2 separate regions of the Hordeum vulgare genome follow, and region 1 is linked to region 2. The links are chromatin contacts, called in public Hi-C maps. All regions are on one chromosome and are shown on one strand. Each heading gives the region's core, a stretch centred on a gene start, on an enhancer-like site or on the middle of the called end of the contact. The rest is flanking DNA. Distances are from core to core; before and after follow the strand shown.

Region 1 (6,709 bases), core at 3,407-5,906, 480 kb after region 2:
ATACAACATACAAAACGCAAGTGATGGTAACTATCACCGGTGGTAGATAAAATTTATCATATATATATATATATATATATATATATATATATATATATATATATATATATATATATATATATATATATGTAGATATATATATATACATTCATATATATATATATGGATTGACTATTCGTCACCTGGATGAAGAATAGTTATTCTTCACCCCCCTTTATTTTCGCATCAATGCACCGTAATTTTATGTTTCACAATTTTTTTATTATTTCATATGTAAAAAGAGACCGCAATAAAATATATAATCACCATAAAAAATATTTAATGTCACGTAAAATTACAAACATAAAAACATAGTGTAAAATATACATGAAATGCGATTTTTCTAGTCTTATGACTTATATTTTTAATATTTTACATCAAATTTTATGTAATGAATTAATATAAATGTAACTATTGGTATTCCAAATGTGATTTATTAGTGAAACGGTCGTTAAATTACCTGGATCAAGAATAACTTATTTTGCACCCCCCTTTATTTTTGCATCAATGCACTGTAATTTTATGTTTCATAAATTTTTCATTATTTCATACGTAAAAAGAGACCGTAATAAAATATATAGTCACCATAAAAAATATTTAATGTCACATAAAATTACAAACATAAAAACATAATGTAAAATATACATGAAATGCGATTTTTCTGGTCTTATGACTTATATTTTTAATATTTTACATCAAATTTTACGTAATGAATTAATATAAATGTAACTATTGGTATTCCAAATGTGATTTATTAGTGAAACGGTCGTAAAATTACCTGTGTGAAGAATAACTTTTTTTGCACCCTAGGTGACGAATAGACTATATTTATATATATATATATATATATATATATATATATGTATATATATATATGTGTGTGTGTGTGTGTGTGTGTGTGTGTTCTTCATTGCGAAGATTTCCGAGATTTCCATGGTGATCTATCTTATATAATCACTTGGTGTGGTGCGTTTGTTGGAATCCGATGAATTGTTGGTTTATTTTCAGATTATTCATGAAATATATTTGAGTCTTCTGTGAATTCTTATATGCATGATTGTGATAGCTTCGTAATTCTCTCTGATCTATTTATTTGGTTTGGCCAACTAGATTGATCTATCTTCAGCGAGAGGGGTACGTTGTAGTGGGTTCAATCTTGTGGTTCTCAATCTCAGTGACAAAAAGGGACATGACACGTATTTCTATTGCTGCCACTAAGGATAAAACGATGGGGTTGATTCGTATTAATTGGTTTTGCTTTGTCTACATCATGTCATTGTTCTCCAAGCATTACTCTGGTTTACTTAATAATTTAGATGCATGTTGGACAGCGGTCGATGGGCGGAGTAATAGTAGTAGATGTAGGCAGGAGACGGTCTACTTGCTTACAGACGTGATGTATATATGTAATGATCATTGTCATGAATAAATATTGCATAACTATACGCTTTTCTATCAATTGTCCAAGTATAATTTGTTTACCCATTGTCTCCCTTCTTTGAGAGACAAGCCTCTAGCGAACACTATGACCCACGAATCTATTCACATATATATTTACCAACGCTCTCAATACCTTGTTCCCATTTATTTATATTCTTTTTTTCAATTTACAATTATCAACTATCATCCACACTGCTCATTTTGCTTGCAAGTGACGAGTTTAAAGGGATTGACGACCCTCTTGCCCGCGTTGGGTGCAAGCGTGTGCTCTTTTGTGTATAGGTGCTGAAGACGGTAAGTTGTGTGATCCTCCTATTGATTTAATAACACTGGTTATCATTGAGGAAAATACTTATATATATTGTGTTGCATGATCCCCTCCTCTTCGAGAAAAAAATCGAACGCAGATCACAAGTATCGCTGCTTCTATTGCAATCTGTCTCATGTTGTGGGAGTTTCCAGAAAACTCTAAACTGGGTGCTTTGTGCTTGCTGTTTTCGGCCTTATGGAATAAGGACACTCGCATCAGTACTATATATCATGTAATAATCAACAATATAAATGATTTAATAAATTATTTAAATTTTTACCATAGAGCTAGGAGGGTATCACTTTGAACTGTCACTCGTACCGCTTATCAGCACAGCATGTACATTTGCTTTTCCCTCGTTAGAAAATTGCTACGACATGAAGCAAAAACATAATATGAAAGGGAGTGCACAAGTCTGAAATCTTAAAAGGAAGCCGAAATATTATGTATGTTTTCTGACCTTGTTAGAACATTTGGCCATGAAGTTATATTTACGATGTTGAACACTTATTTATAAATTGTGAGTGCAAAATTCTTCCAAAAATGCATCCATCAAGTCAACTTGAAGTTGTCCCTGAAGAAACCATGTGCCCATGAAAGTGAAAAACATACAGTGCACTGTTTAATGAATGTGTTGTAGCAGAATTGCATAATAAGCATGCATGAAATATCAGCATATCAGCAAAGGAAGTTTACCTCGTAAATAGATGGGGTCTATTTATTCTTTTTGGAAACCGAAGATGAAGGTACATATTCATCCATGTTAACATCGTAGACATCAACTTCGTCCTCTGAATCGATTTATGAATAGTCATTTTGAAAATGATCACGAATTCACAACAATGACCATGAAGCTGAAAAGTGTTCATCGATTTCAAAAATCATAAATTAAAAACATATAAAAATTCAAAAAGTTCATGAATTTGGGAAAAATATCCACGAGCTCGTAAATGTTCATGAATTGGAAAAATGTTCATCAATTTGATAACCTGCATGACCTGAAAATGATGTTCACGAACTAGAAAAATATCCATGAATTCGAAAAAAATCACAAACTCAAAAAGGTCTGACAATTAATTTATTTCCATGAATTTAGAAAATGTTCATGAATTTGTAAAATGTTTACAAATTGCAAAACGTTTCATGAATTAAACTATAATGTTCACAAATTAGATAAGCATTCGTGAACTCAAAAAATATTCAGGATTAAAAAACATAACTTTGGAAAAACGTTCGCAAGTCTCAAAAATGCTCGAGAACTTGATTTTTCACAAATTTAAAATATATTCAAGAATTTAAGTAATGTCCGCGAATGTGAGAAAATGTTCGCGAGTCTACAAAATGTTCATCATTACAAAGATTAAATATTATGTGAATTTGAAAAGTGTCGGCAAATTCAAAAAAATACCATAAAACCAAAAAAAATCATGAATCTACAAAATGTTCAGGAATTTCGAACAAACTTCTTAATTTTGGAAACAAATCGGCAATTTGAGAAATATTATTGAACTCAAAAAAGAGTTCATGAACTACAAAGTAATTCATAAATTTAAATGTTCACAAATCTGAAGGATTTGAATAATGTTCTGTTTCTAAGATTATCAGGATTTTTAAAGTGTTCATGGATATAAAAATATTTACAAATTTATGAAATGTTCTTGAATTTTTAATATTCACAAATTTACAAAAAGAGATAAAAAACCGAAGCAAGTAAAAAACGATAAAAAGAAATAATATAATGAAAAAATAGAAACAGAAAATAAAAGCCGAATGAAAGGAAACCAGCCGAGTAAAAAAGGTATGACGCCGGTCACAAACCTCCCCGAATCTATTAGAAGCTTTTTCAAGGCCCGGACTAACTAGGCCAGCTTGGAATACCGCAAGACTTCGAGAAAACTGAGTGCGCCAACCTCACACTCCCATGTTAGCGGCCTATACGCGAACATTTCGTTTTTTCGTATTTTTCTTTTCTGTTTTCCTTCATTAAAATAATTAGGGATTTCCAAAATTTCCAAATTTCTCAAATTCCTAATTTTTTTTGCTCAAGTAATCTTAAAAGGATCGAGCATTCAGAAATAAATGTTTACGATTTTGACTAATAGTTTTGACAAATCAAAAATGACCGTCCAATAAAAACAATGTTTGTGATTTTGCAAAACTGTCTGCATATTAAAATATTTATGATTTCAAATAAGTTTCTCGTATTTTTTTCAAGCATTTGAACTAATTCAATGGATTCAAATTATGTTAATAAATTTCCAAAAATGCATACGGAAAACAGAAAACTTACAATTCAAAAAGTGTTTGCCGATTATAAAAAGGCTGATGCATTTAAAAACATCGTCAAAATGAAATTTTATTCGTGAATTTTAAGAAATGTACCCAAATTTAAAAAAACAATCATTGATTTAATAAAATGTTCACAAGTTTCAAACAGTGTTCACAATTTCGAAATATTCACCCATTTTTTATAAAACAAACAGGAATTCCTAAAATGATAATGATTTAAAAAGAATGTTTGCGAAGTTTCAAAAAACTGTTCAGTTATTTACAAAATGTTATTTTCTTAGTAAAATGTTCACAAGTGTGAAAGACATTCGCACAAAAAAAGACAAAGAAAATAAAAGCAGAAAAAGGAAAAAAGTAAAAGGAAAATCAAAAGTAAATATAAAAGAAATAAGACTGGAAGAAATAACAAAGGTAAAACAATAAAATGATCTAGGGAACGTTCGAGTATACCTTCCTAAAACCGACGGGCAATAAACCCTAGATGGGTAGTTAAACACTTGTTCGAGGCTGGAGGGGTGCCCGCTAGGTCGCTCGCGCAACCTACGCGCCAAATAGGATCTGCCCACTGTAAGCGATATATAGCAATTATGGTACCATGAGTCGGTTCGTAATCGGTGGCTTTAACTCCAAAGTCTAACATCTATGGGTCATGGCCCACGAAGCTTCAACTCTCTAGTCTCTTTTTCTACGCTCTCCTTGTCACTCACTCTTATTGGGTCAGAAAAATTACCAGCTACCTTTTCTCCATTAATATTGAAAATGTTGGTGAAATCCAAAAAAAGGTTCATGGATTTTGGAAGCTGCTTGCATGTTTGAAAAAAATGTTCATGAAAGTTAAAAAGTTCATGTATTTAATAAGTGTTCACACTTTTGTAATATTCATGATCTTTTCAAAACGCTCACTAATACTTTTTTTGAAAATATGTGCACGAATTTAATATTTCTTCTCACTTTTTAAAAATTTATGAATTAAAAAATGTTCGTGAATTTAAGAAATGTTTATGCATTTAAATAAAACATTATAAAATCACAAAAAGTAATAAAAAAGCTCAACCAAAAACAAAGTAAAACTCGTAAAAACACAAAAAAGAAAAACAAGATAAAGCAAGTTGAAAACTTTTCAAAACTGAAACCGAGTGGAAACTAGATGGGTCGGCTCACTATAGAATGTAGGATGGGGAGGGGCAGGGTTGGTTGTTTCTTCAGATAAGGAAGCATGTCAAACCATAAGCGCCAAATAGGAGATTCCTTGATGTCTAGCCCCTTCTAGGATGTAATCGCACCACCCTTTGCACTGGACGACAAGAATAAACCAAAGGGACAATATATAACTAGGAGACCACCAATACTTACTAAGAAGACAACTCATTCCACTTATTATTAGTTATTTCATAAAAGGATTCAAATTCATTATAAATGGTTAACTGAAAATACAAAGCATCCCAAATGTAATAAAAAATAGAGCATCCAAATGTAATAAAAAAATGCATCAAGGTCTAATGACACCGAACAACGCTAGGAGTACCAAAACGAACCGCTGGTGTGTTAGTGTCGTCACTCTTATACCGGAGCCGACTTCACTTTGTCGATGGCGGTCGAAAAGTCTTCATGCACGTGAGCCTAGAACCATCGCCTTGTATACATCATCGTCGTTGAACCCTTCTATCGATCTGAAGTAACTGGCACCAAACCTCGCTGTCGTGCACACATAAAGAGAAACCATAACCTCAATGCCCCAAAGAGCTTGCATGAATCTATGTTGCCCGGAGTTTCGTCGAATCTGTCCTGGCGGATAAACTTGAGGATGATCAACCCAAAAGACCGACTTAAGACTTACTTGAGGATGAAGCATCCTCGTGCACCTATGTGTCGCCCCTCCAACGAGTAAAACGCTAACCTATCTACTAGACAGAGCTAGGGGACATAATTCCCCTTCCCATCCCCAACCACCGAAGCGGCAAAAAGGTCTGGATCCATAAGCATGTTGACCGAGATTGAGGGAATCCTATTCCACTTTTAGGACTTGTATGGGAGTGCTCCATCCTTTCAAAATCATCTTCATCCCACCAAATTTTGGGGCAAATCACCTAGAACTGCATGTACCATCACTCATGGTAGGAGCATCATATTCGTCTCAAACACCTAGAAATTTTAATGTAATCGGGCGCCTCAAACGAATTTCAAACGTCCGTGCTGACTGGCAGCCCTCATATTTAGCCCAAATATGGGGCGTCCGGCCACGTCCGGGCACGCCCTCCACGTTTGCATGGCTCGCGCTGGCCCACATCGACCCCACATATAATCGTCCTCATGTGCAATCTCTCGCCTTCTCCATCATGGCGGGCAACCGATCCGAGTCCTTAACCTCCAGAAACATTGACCACGAGTTCATCCCACGCGGTCCCGAGGAAGAGATGGTCGTTCGGCGTGCGATCCGCCGCTCCCGGGAGGTGGTTGCCCGATGGAAACACTCCGACTTGCAACATCAAGAATCCATTGTGTCGGCACAACTTCTGCTTGGATCCGGCGTCGCTGCCTCATTGAAGGTGGTGTCGTACGTTTGGAGTCCGAACGTTATGGCGGACGCGCAACCTTTTCATTGGCGCGCCGAGGACGCACCATGGACGTTCT
Region 2 (6,685 bases), core at 2,358-4,857:
TGGCCATTATCCATTCCTAGCCACCATATACTACTCTCATGGATAATAGTGCTTGTGGCAATTGGAAATCAAATCCAGAACCCCACTTAATAAATACAGACAGCGAAAATCTGTGGTAAACAGAGATATCAGACAGAATAATCAAAAGTTGTGCAACCATACAGTACTACCTAAAGGCATTACATCTGCCAACAGCAAGTTGAAGATATAGCAATGGTATGATAAATAAATCTAACCTTTCTGTGGGCCATCTGTGTCTCTTTGCAGCAACTTGTTCAAATGTGCTTTTACACTGAACAAAGAAGGCCCCACAATAGTAACATGACCCATCTTTCTTTGTTTCCGAATCTCTGGAAGAACAATTCTTTAAATAATATTTCACGGCATGGGAAGGTAATAAATAATATTTCACGGCATGGGAAGGCAATAAGCACAATTGGCAACTTTCTGCAACAACAGCTAAGTGTGTGGCTGAACCAACCTGGCTTTGCATACCAGTGGACTGATGCACCTGGAATGCTTAACGCCCTCTTAATCAGCTGATGGGCTAAAACAAACCCCGAATCACCCTGTGGCAATGGGTGCCCAATATTATATAGCTAACCAGTAAAATAACATGGTGACCTATAAATAATCTAGCAGTTATTCACATAAATATCAGCGTTTAACATAGCAAAAAATGGAGGACAAATCAACACGAAACCAAAATATATATACCTCGTCCTCGCCCAGGATGTTGTACATTATTGCTGCGGGTGCTTTCATTGCAGTATCACCAAGAGGAAGTCCAAGAATAGCACGTAAATGTTGCTCATATTGTGAAGTGTAACATGCCTCGATTGTATGGTGTCCACTATTGTGAGGCCTAGGGGCTACTTCGTTCAATAAAACCTAGTGAAATTATCAACGTGAGAAAGATACAACACCACCATAGGAGGATTCAATTATATAAGATGTGCATAAATGTTCGAACAAACCTGATTGTCATTTGTTAAAAATAGTTCAACGGCAAAAACACCAGCACCTTCTAAGGACTTGATAGCTCTTTCAGCTACACTGGTAGCCAACTTCTTCATTTTCTCGGGTATCTCAGCAGGAGCTTCAACAACATGACAGATGTTATCCCTGAATGTTCCAAACAAAGGCTTCATATTTACCGAATTTGGAAAACAGAGCACAATAAAATAATAGTAAGGAAGCACTAAAATAGATAATCAAAAAGAAAAGGGCTATCTTACTTATGAATGGTCTCAACGACAGGATAACAAACCGTACAACCATCTCTGCTCCTTGCCACAATTACAGAAAGCTCCTGAACGAAAATAAGATAAATAGCGAAATATGTAAGTAAACAACAAAAGTTGTAATAATAGATAATATGATAGGTACTGAAGCAATCTGTTCTGTTCTATTCTGTTCTGTTACTCCTATCATGGTATTTTGTAATAAATTGTGCAAGAGATCAAACAAATATCTTCAAATAAACCTGCAGAACTTATCATATACTCCCTCCGTCCGGAAATACTTGTCCTAAAAATGGATATATTGGATGTATCTATAACTAAAATAAGTCTAGATACATTCATCTCTAGGACAAGTATTTCCGGACGGAGGGAGTACTCATCTCAAGCACGCACATATGGCACTGCCAGATGCACAAGCACAAAGAACCAATATTAATATGGACATGCAGCCAAAATTTACAGAACAATGGTGACTGACAACTACGAATCCTTTGCTATGTGAAGTGGACACCCAAAATGTTTATCCCTTTAAACATTCAGAAAGATACAAATTAGAGAAAAATTGTACTCCCTCTGTCCCAAAATAACTGTCTCAACTTTGTACTAGCTCTAGTACAAAATTGTACTAAACTTAAGACACTTATTTTGAGACGGAGGGAGTATAATTTACAGACGCTTATAAAATACTGCAGGGTATAAAAACAAAAGATAGTTGGGGGTTGGACCGATTTTAATGGGATTTAGTTTCCTCATTAAACAAATAAATCAAATAAAACTAACCTTTGTAAAAGTTGTCCACCTCTCAACATACAAGCCATGTTCAAACCCACCCAGCGCTGCAGCAATAAATAATATTAATTAAAATTAATTGCCTCATCAGTTGATATTTCTTCACGTGATTGGGTCAACTCAAACTATGTTAAAAACTATGGCCTTCAAGATAATTGCTTAAAAATTCAAATCCTAGCCTAATAGCTAATTCCGGAAACCATAGAACAGCTTCCGATTTTCAGAATTCAATTAGAAAAGGCTGCACTGAATCAATGCTTATCAGACTTACAAGAAACAACAGAAGATAGCTCATTTTTTTCGTGAGCAACAGCATTCCCACGACCGTCATATGCCAATCTTTTGCTTTTTACCATTAGAGGGTAGCCAAACATTTCCCCAGCTTTCTCTATACTGCTCAAAGTATCTACCTGCAAAACAACACTGCAAGTTTATATCAAAACACTTACAGCCCCAATAATTCCACAAAAGTAAAAAAATATGGTGCATTACTTCAACAAAGTCAGGTAACGGAATTCCAAATTTTGAGAAATGGTCTTTCTGCCTGTACTTGTCCTGTCATAGAATAGAGTATCAATACATCAAACATACTCCATTAGATGCTGTAGTACAAAACTGGCAAAACAGGAAGACGGTTGGACATGTAGGCAAAGATTACCTGAATAATCATGATGGTAGAGGCTTTGGGTTCACAAACAACACCCTGTTTTTCAAGCTTCTCAAGTGTCACAGCATCCACATGCTCAATTTCCACAGTTAGAACATCACACCTAACACCACGATAAGGATTTGTCGAAGCAGATTGGGAAGTGAGAACGATAATGTACAGGGATGCCAGCCCCTCAAATCAACCAAGCGGGATCACAGTTTCGCCTACCTCTTCGCAAACTCACGGACCGCGTCACCATCACTGAAGCTCCCCACGACATGCTCGTGACAGACGGAGTTCGCGGGGCAGTCCTTGAGGGGGTCCAGGATGGCCACTTTGATCCCCATCTGACTCGCCGCCTGGCAGAGCATCTTCCCCAACTGGCCGCCCCCCAGCACCCCGACGACCCTATCGGCCACGCCATGCACAGGCGGGTCGCTCTGCCTGAAACACCGCACACCAACCAGGTGAAAACTCTGCGAAAACGCCCAGGGGGGACGGAAATCGCCAGGAATTCACCGACAGGCGGGAACCAAAGGCGGCAATCGGCAGGAATCGACACTCCGCGAATAGCTTACCCCTCCGTCGAAGCGGGCTCCATGGATGCGCCGGCGCGAAACAGCGAGAGAGGCGGCGGCGAGGCGGAGGTCCGGCTTGGCGGCCGCGGCTTCCAGGACGCGCGGCACGGGTGGCGGCCGGCGGAGGGGGCGGAGGAGGCGGAGGCGCGGGACGGAGCGCCGAGCAGCCTGGCGTGCATGCTCCCGGAGGCGGTGGCTAGGGTTCAGCCAGGGGTTTAGAGGAGGGTGAGGCGCGAGAGGTTGGAGGAGGCGGCCCGGCGGCGGCAGCGGAAAGCGATGTGTCTGTAGGCTGTAGCTCGGCCGCCTCCTGCTACGCAATTGGAATCTCTCATTTTTATTTGTTTCACTTTATTGTGAACGGCCAATTTTCGTTCCCAGTTGAATGAGAATCTTTCCTACGCCAAAGATATGCAGAATATAATTTTATTCTGTGAATACATCACTACAATTCTCGGTGAAAGAAGATAACCTAACCTTTAGTTACCCTAACTTTTGAGGATACAGTTGCATAATATTTAAATAGAAAATAAAACGCACATATAAAAAAATCGAGTCAGCAATGCACATATTTCTTTCAAATATGAGCATAATAAATGTATAAATAAACTTATTGTACACAAACAAGGTGACATTATTACTCTCTCGCAACTCAAACTTTTACTTTATGTATGGGCTGACCCCAAAAGCCTCATATATGAGTTAGACTTGGCTCTAGTTTTTCATCTAAAGCATGGTCATGAAGCAAGAAAACTTACCAGAATGCTAAGAATCTGATGTCAGATTTTTAAGTATGATATAAATTAAACATTTTTGTGGCAATTAGATGCCGTGAGCATAGCAATTACCTTCAGCAAGCATGGCAAATTTTGATGAAAACACTAAACATGCCATGAATTGTCACGTGACACATAATTAGCCATAAAAACATTTAATTTGTCATGTTTAAAAATCTCACATCGGAAGCACGGTCCAAAACTTATTGTGTGAAATTATATAAAAGATAAGTGCATAACTACTAGACTTTGTGGGTGTGTGTCTGAGGCACGAGCCTTGGCTTGGTATTTTCAAATCGAGATTTGCGAAACGTGCCTTAGGATATTGCACAAGTGCACTCGAAGACTTTTGCCCCCGTCCTATTCATTTTTAGAATCTAACACCTTTTTTAGTTGGAATTGCTGCAATTTATTAAAAGGTATCAATGCACTCCGAGGCTACCTTGGCGATCACACATGTCGGTGATACCTCGAACCAAGTTCCTTCACCTCGTCCACCATATGCCGTTAGCACGGAGATCCCTCGTTGTTGCATTGATCTTGAAGACAATGGTGTGTGCGTTTGTTTCCAGTACCAGGGTCCATACCCAACATTCATCTGCTAGTTGAGGACTGTGTTTGCACGATGTGACATCTGTTAGCAAGATCTGCAATGAAGGGGGTGGCTTGCTCCCTCTCCGAAAGCTCCATGATGGCCTATCAGGACTGCTCCTCCACCACTGAAGTCACTCGCCTTTGACATGACACCGTCTATGTTGCTTTAATCCATCCTTCATCCAACGGCCACCAACTTCAACAACTCACACCTTTAGTGAGTGAGTGTCATCATGGATAGTGTTCCAGTCCTCGATCAACCTTAGCACCATGTCCTTTATCATATGTGTATCTTCTAATTTGAGTGTGTCTTTAGAATCTCATTTGGACCTTTTTATTATCATGGTCCCTTGAAATCACAATTGTTCCCTAATGTGGCTTTGATAATTGATCACAACATATGCATCATTGGATTAATGATCTTATCCAAGTATATTTCACAAAAGTTCAAAGATGCCTTGGCTATAGGATTGTGAGGAGAAGCCCCTTGATGCAAGGAAAGGAATAGGATTGGCTCAAGCTTCAAGCAAGAAGACTCTACATTTTACATTTGTGAGAAATCACTTTGAGTCCATAGGAAAGACAATACTATTAAAAGGGGGTGAGGTATTACGATGAATTGGTTGCTCAAGTGCTTAGAGGTAGCCACCAAAAATACTCAGCCATTCTCCCATAAAATACCTCTGTCCAAAGCTATACCAGCAAAATCGATGCCACCAACTATTTCCACTCAGCCCTACCGATTTTACACTTGACAGATCATATGCCAAACCCTACCATCTCGGTACCACCAACTTTCACATTGGTGTCGTCGAGATTCAGTGACCAACTTCCTGTTGTGAAGATTTCAAGAATCGGAGTTTCCAAGTTTGAAATTGGTCTCACCGAGATTTGGAAACTGGTCTAGGTCATCGTATTGGTACCACCGAGATTCATATATTGTTCTCGCCAAGAATTCAAAATTTGCCGCATTTAGTGCAACTCGGTACCATTGAGATTCCTTTAGGTGTCACCGAGTTGGCCAATAATGTTGCAACGGTTGGATTTTGGGGGATGCCTATATATACCTGTGCATGTCCTCTCATTCACAAAGGAGGCACTAAGAACACACTTACACTTGTCAGATCCATTTTTCTGAGTGAGAGCCACCTACCTACTCACGTGTTAAGATCAAGAGGTTCCAATCCAACAATTTGAAACTTGATCTCTAGCCTCCCCAAGTTACTTTCCACGAAGTCAATCTCTCCTACGCAATTGGAATCTCTGATTTTCAGTTTATCACCATTTTTTTAATTTATTTTACTTTATTGTGAACGGCGAATTTTCGTTCCGGGTTGGATGAGAATCTTTCCAACGCCAAAGAAATGCAGAATATATTTTTATTATGTGAATACGTCACTATAATTTTTGATAAAAAAGTTTTTAAAAAAGGAACAACCTCACTCACAAAAGGTGAAAGGAGATAACCTAACCTTTAGTTACCCTAACTTTTGGGGATACAATTTCATAATGTGTAAACAGAAACAAAATGCACACATATAAAAATTGAACCAGCAATGCCTATGTCCCTATCAAATATGAGCATAATAAATGTATAAATAAACTTGTTGTACACAAATAAAATGACGTTGTTACCCTCTCGTAACTTATATTTTTACTCTATGTATGGGTATGGGCTGGCCCAAAAACCTAATGTCTGAGCTAGCCTTGGGCTCTAGCTTTTCATCTAAAGCATGGCTATGAAGCAAGGAAAACTTACCAGAATGCTAAGAATCTGATGTCAGACTTTTAAGTAGGATATAAATCAAACATTTTTATGGCAATTACATGTTGTAAGCATAGCAATTCCCTTGAGCAAGCATGGCAAATTCTGACAAAAACACTGGACATGCCAGGATTTGCCATGCTTTTGAAGGGATTTGTTAGGCTCGCAACACATAATTAGTCATAAAACATCCAATTTGCCATGTTTAAAAATCTCACATCGGAAGCACGGTCCAAAACTTAATGTGTGAAATTATTTAAAAGATAAGTGCATAACTATTAGCCTTGGGGGGT

Evidence for each region. Hi-C and Micro-C count contacts between places; a contact is called where the count stands out from the background.
Region 1: a contact with region 2 is called in a Hi-C map of leaf, with 3 times the contacts expected there. The contact joins the enhancer-like site here to the promoter of LOC123443117 in region 2. A contact is called at or near these places in 3 of 6 Hi-C or Micro-C datasets (leaf and seedling).

The regions. Positions count from the first base shown.
Region 1 is chr3H:96,821,430-96,828,138 of MorexV3_pseudomolecules_assembly, forward strand. No RefSeq gene overlaps it. Among protein-coding and RNA genes, the nearest start is that of LOC123439608, 360 kb to the left of the region's middle. Within about 2 kb of position 4,657, at least 1 of the 3 cell types and tissues checked has open chromatin away from gene starts, as enhancers often do. A contact at or near this core is called in leaf, where this site is marked.
Region 2 is chr3H:96,345,387-96,352,071 of MorexV3_pseudomolecules_assembly, forward strand. It overlaps LOC123443117 (phosphoribosylaminoimidazole carboxylase, chloroplastic-like), which reads right to left and starts at 3,608. Exons shown (of 16, transcript XM_045119381.1): 1 at 3,261-3,608; 2 at 2,911-3,126; 3 at 2,692-2,803; 4 at 2,526-2,588; 5 at 2,305-2,443; 6 at 2,025-2,080; 7 at 1,239-1,312; 8 at 978-1,125; 9 at 718-891; 10 at 482-569; 11 at 237-350. The coding sequence starts at 3,439.